2 separate regions of the Anser cygnoides genome follow, and region 1 is linked to region 2. A link is a contact called in public Hi-C data. All regions are on one chromosome and are shown on one strand. The core of a region is the stretch at or near the end of the contact, and the rest is flanking DNA. Distances in the headings are between cores, read along the strand shown. Region 1 holds the start of ARL5A (ADP ribosylation factor like GTPase 5A). Region 2 holds the start of MMADHC (metabolism of cobalamin associated D).

The links. Hi-C and Micro-C count contacts between places; a contact is called where the count stands out from the background.
Region 1: a contact with region 2 is called in a Hi-C map of liver, with 1.7 times the contacts expected there. The contact joins the promoter of ARL5A here to the promoter of MMADHC in region 2. A contact is called at or near these places in 2 of 7 Hi-C or Micro-C datasets (both in liver).

The regions. Positions count from the first base shown.
Region 1 is chr6:40,494,882-40,497,581 of Taihu_goose_T2T_genome, forward strand. ARL5A (ADP ribosylation factor like GTPase 5A) reads right to left here and starts at 1,406. Exons shown (of 6, transcript XM_013198093.3): 1 at 1,105-1,406; 2 at 10-70. The coding sequence starts at 1,150. It overlaps LOC125185017 (a long non-coding RNA gene), which reads left to right and starts at 783. Exons shown (of 3, transcript XR_007169831.2): 1 at 783-922; 2 at 2,699-2,700.
Region 2 is chr6:40,078,804-40,081,598 of Taihu_goose_T2T_genome, forward strand. It overlaps MMADHC (metabolism of cobalamin associated D), which reads right to left and starts at 1,511. Exons shown (of 7, transcript XM_048081015.2): 1 at 1,238-1,511. The coding sequence starts at 1,246.

The DNA.
Region 1 (2,700 bases), core at 156-2,655, 420 kb after region 2:
CATACTTACAATTGATAAAGAATGGTCGTTTTTCCTGCATTATCCAGACCGACAATGATTACCTTGTGCTCTGAAACAAAAATATTACGAGTAAATGACACAGTTAACCTTGCTATCACAACAACAACTGTTACAGAACAAGGTTCACGTAGCATTTTAGCCTGATCTAAGCAAGCACATACTTCGGGTGCCACGTTTCACGGCCGTACCTGGAAGTCAGTTTGTCTGTGGAGACGTACAAACCGGTGTACAAGTCTGGGAAGGCATGCCCTGGTCGCTTTTTCCTGTCTACATACCTAAAGGAGCAATTCCTGAGAGACTGCATTCACATTTTTTCCTTTCTGAACAGCTGGAGCTTTCTTGCTGGAGTTTCTGCACACGTTTGCAGACCGTAGCAGACTGTTCCGTGTCACCTCCCTGACAGCACAGCTCCCCAGAGCACAGCTCCGGCACCCGGTAAACGCTCCTGCCCAAGGCCGTGCTATTGTTACAACCAGCAACACCTTAATCTCTCTTCAAACAGTCGCTAAAAGCACAACTCTGCCGACTGGCCCTGCAAGCAGGGCGATCCGCCTGCCTCCCACAGGCCTCCTTTCCCTTCGGCAGGTTTGGAGCCTGGAAAACAGATTTGCCTGTGAATATTTCAAGCCCTCACTCACCCGGCTTAGCTGCGGATGAGCCGCCGGGTGCTACACAGAGCCACTCCGACACAAACGCGGGTGCGTTCTGGAGCTCGGCGCCGGAATCGATGCCTGTTTCTGCCCAGCACCTTCCTCCCTGCCCGTCCCCAAATCGGACTCGGTGTCGTGAAGCACGCCCACGTTTACGATTTCCAGGAGAGGCGAGCGCTGCCTGCTGCGGGCCGTGCCCCACAGCTCCTACCTGCCCGGCAGCGCGGGCCTCGATGGGACTACTCGCCCAAGTACGGGAAGGGGGCTGCGGGGAAGGGGTTTTCTCCCCCGCAGCGGTCCCGAAGGACGACAATCCGGCATTAAAGCCTGCCCAAGCGCCAGACGGGCAGAGATCGCCCCCTTATCTCCGCCAGGCGCGGCTGCCCCGCGGGGGTGCCCCGGGACGAGCCCCAGCGCCGGTAGCGCCACTCACCCTGGTGGTTGAAGAGCCGCCAGATGCGGGTGAGCAGGATCCCCATCCTCGGCCGCTCCCCGGGGCTGGGGCTGCGGCGGGGGCCGCGGGCGGGCGGCTCAGGGCCCGGCCCGGCGCTCGGCCTGGACGGGCGGGCGGGGGCCGCGCCGGGGCTGCTCGCGCTGCGCTCTGCGGGACGGCCGCGCCCCGCGCACCGACATCGCCGCCCCCCTGCCCCCGAGCCTCCCGCGGCCCGCACCGACCGGCCCGGCCCGCACCGACCGGCCCGCACCGCGCAGAGCCCCGCCGCAACGCAGCGCGGCCACCGTAGGGCGCGGGGCGGGCGCTCTGACGCGGGGGGCGGTGCCGTTAGGAAGCCTCGCCCCCCCCCCCCCCCCCGTGGCCGTTACGCGGCGCCGCCTCAGCGCCTGCCCGCCCGCTCCGCGCCCCCTCAGCGGTGCGCGGGGTGTGGGTGCCGCCTGCTGAGTCTCAGAGCCACGCATGTCGGAAAAGCTCTTCTAGATCATCTGGTCCAACCGCCCCCCTACCACCAATGTCACCCACTAAACCGTGTCCCCAAGCACCACGTCCAACAGTTCCTTGAACGCCCCCAGGGACGGTGACGCCACCACCTCCCTGGGCAACCCGTCCCAAGGCATGCCTCCTCTTTCTGAGGAGAAATGTCTCCTCATTTCCAACCTGAACCTCCCCTGGTGCAACTTGAGGCTGTTCCCTCTAGTCCTATCATAAGTTACTTGTGGGAAGAGGCCGACCCCCAGCTCCCCACACCTTCCCCTCAGGTAGCTGTAGCCAGCAATGAGGCCTCCCCTGAGCCTCCTCTGAAGGATCCATCCCACAAGGAGAGCTCGCATGGAGCCCCCTTGGGACGCAGCTGGCAGCCCCAGTCCCCCGCTGTCCAGGGGCATGCTCTCACCCTCTGGCTGCCACCTGCAGCCTGGGGCAAGCCTGCCTGGGACCCAGAAAAAAACAGAAAAAGCACTGCCCCACGTGCTCGGGGCTGCAGGTGGCAAAACCCCTCAGCCACATTTCTTTCAAGAGCCTGGGGTGCCTATAAATACATTTCTTTGCAAACCTGCTGCAGTCTCAGTGAAACATTGCCAGAGGCGGCCTGCAGAAGCTGAATCCTGCCCCTCTCTGAAGAAACTCAGCCTGAAAAGGTTTCCATAGAGCCCCCAGGAGCACAGTTTCCACAGCAGGCTGCTTTTTCTCACACAGGCTGCTTCTCACATGCATAGACAGGGAACGCGCATCCCTGCATAACAGGCGAGGCGAGACATTTGGGATGTACGCCCCCGTTGGGATGTACGCCCCCGCCTCTCACCCCTCTCCAGGAAATGACTTTGCTTGGAAAGTACAGGAGATGTAATCCACGCCGTGTTCCTCTTGTTATCTGCAAGTTGTCTGGCCACGCTCACGCTCCTCACCACCTACATTTTAACCTCAAGGCCTTTACTCTTGTAAACCGCTGTACAAATGCTTAATTTACATCCGTTGGTAATGTTTTGTCTTTCGGCAAGACTGGAGATTAGATGTAAGTTTAAGCAATGTGTATTTGCAGCACTAGTATTCATATTTGTCAAAATATTCTCTACAGAG
Region 2 (2,795 bases), core at 261-2,760:
GAAGCCTGATGATGGTGTGCATCTCAAGCAGCAGCACGAGCAACTGTCACTGATCTTTTTTTTTTTTTTGCGAAAAAAAGAAAACATCCAGGTGACCCAATTAAACAGAATGGCATAATCTATTTTTTATGCTTTAAAAACAGACGGGTTACTTTCATGACACAGTTCCACACACGTAACAAAAGTAACCCATCATACACCCAAAAGGTAAAGCATAATTTAAAAGATCTTAAATCTACAAAACACACATCCCTGGAAAACGTAACCGCTCCCCGCTATAGTCAATGTGTTTTCATAAAACTTCATTTCCCAATGAGAGAAAGAAATTATTTTGAGAAACGTTTCAGTTTTTGAGAAACGGGTTCTTCCTCAAATATTGTATTCTTGATCATATAGGAGTTTACCCATATGTTTACCACTAAGTATGTAACCAAAAAGCTTATTTCCAAAAAAGTAAGAAAACTGTACTACTCACATGTTTTGATAAAGACTCTATTCAAACTGTCAGGACCTCAGCCAATAAATACCTGCTCCTTCCATACTACCTCCACACAAACATACAGTGTCTGATACATCTTACTAACATCACGACGACTCAAACACGTTAACACACAGTTAATTTACTAACATTATCAAGTTTTTACAGTTAAGGTCTTAAGCTGTCTAGGTCTAAAACAGCAGGTTTAAAAGATTTGTGTAACAAAAACAAACCCTGCTGATCCCACTTGAACCTTTCCCTTACCATGTAAAAGCACTACTGAAATAAGTTATTGTGAAACAAACGCATATATTGAAGTATACACAGATTAAAGTATACAGAAACAATTATCGATGACACATAATCACAAGAGAAACATTTTTTCCTTATCAGCAGGTTCATTTAAGGCGGAGATGTTACCACTCTTTATCGATACGTTGATTTAGCTCACTACTGCAAATATTTACATACCTGGCGTCACCCCAGTAAAAAATCCCGCTGAGACCAAAGAACATTCCCGTCTCGGTGACAAAACAAACCAGATCAGTAAAGTATGTTTTATGTTTCAGTCTGAAAGCACCCCAGTGAACTTAAAGGCTTCACCTTAACACATGATACGCTTCGGGCGCTCAGAGGGGAGAAGGATGACACTCCCGGCGACCTCTTCTTGAGAATTATTATTATTTTTTTTTTAAAGGCTGCTTTGAAGGGGGGAGGAAGACGGGGGCGCCCCCGAGCCGCCGAGGGGGGGTTGCTCACCTTGGCCATCGCCGCCGCCCGGCTGCCCCGGCCCGGCTCCCCCTGCAAGAGAAGCGAACGCAGCGGCCCTGAGGCGCCCGGCCCGGCCCCGCTCCCCCCTCGGGGCCGCCCCCCGCTGCCCTGACAGCGGCCTCCCGCGGCGACGCCCGCTCCTCCCAGGCACACGGCGGCGGGGACCGAGGGGCACCGAGGGGGACCGGAGACCGACGGGGGCCAAGAACCGCCCGGCTCCGCTCCGCTCTTCCTACAAAATGGCGGCCGCCGCCGCCCCGCGGCGCTCCCCCTCAGCCGCCTCCCCGCCCGCCGCCAGGCCCGGCGAGTTGCTCCGCCGGCACGTCGATCAGACCGCCTGGGGCCGGCGGCGGCGGGGTTTTCCTCGGGGCGGCCGCCGCCATGTTGTCCCCTCAGAGCCCGCCGCCTTTCTCTGCCTCCCGCCCGCCCGGGCTGCGGCCGCCACCAGTCTCGGGCACCCCTGGGCGCAGCGCCCTGCCGTGGGGTCCCTCACGGGAGCCGGGGGAGCCGGGGCCGGCTGCGGGGGGCGGCGCAGTGCCCGCCCGGGGCGCCAGGGGTCAGCAGCGCAGCGTGCTGCCGGCCCGTCCCCGAGCCGGGCGCTCGGAGGGCCGTGAAGTGTGGCAGGGGGAGAGGCGGTGTTACCGGGGCGAATAAACCGGGAGGCTTCCGTCTCCCCCCAGGCCATTAGGTGCCTTAAAAGTCAGAACTGGGAGCAAAAATGCCATTTCTGCTGACAAAACATGTCCTCGAAGGACGATCCGTAGCTTCCTTCAGTATCTTCAATAAACCTTCCTTCAACAGACCAAAGTTTGTGTTTATTTTTTCCCTCACTTCATCTTTATGGACTGCCTTTTCTCCCTAGTCCTAGGTTTTTGGGATATGCAGTGGCATGAGCTTGCAAGCAAGTCTTCACTTAAAATAAACTTTTACATTACAAACTGTATTTGTGCTGAGGTAATTCCCTGGGTTAAAGTCTTAATTTTTTATTTATGTACTTGCTGCTACATGAAATTAATTAACTGCAGAAGTTACGAGCACATACTGGCAGCCCCGCAGTGCAACAAGCTGTGTTTGGGGGCACGGCCTTGTTGCTCCCAGAGAAAAACAGAAATAGACAGTTAATATTTATTATTTCATGCCTACTGACTATATGTATTCTATTCAGTAGGTAAATCGCTATCCACAGAAAGTGTTGAACATAAATACGACATTAGTGTGGCTCAGTTAGGGTGCTGATCCCAAAGCCATCTCCACACACATTACAAATGCCTATGTTCCCGCTTCATTCACAGAATCAGGCTGGTTTTCTTTCACATCTTCAAAATGTTTTATACTTTCACAGCTCTATGACCTTGGTTCAAATTGGCATCCTTTCGTTTTTAAGTCTCACCTGGAACATGAAGTGTTTGTCCTCTCTGGCCTGAGATGTGTCTGTAAGAGGGATCATCTTAGGTCCTTCTTTTTCATCTTAGGTCCTTCTTTTTCATCTTTTTCATCTTTTTTTTTTTTTTTTTTTTCCCATGCTTATTCCACATCCAAACACTTT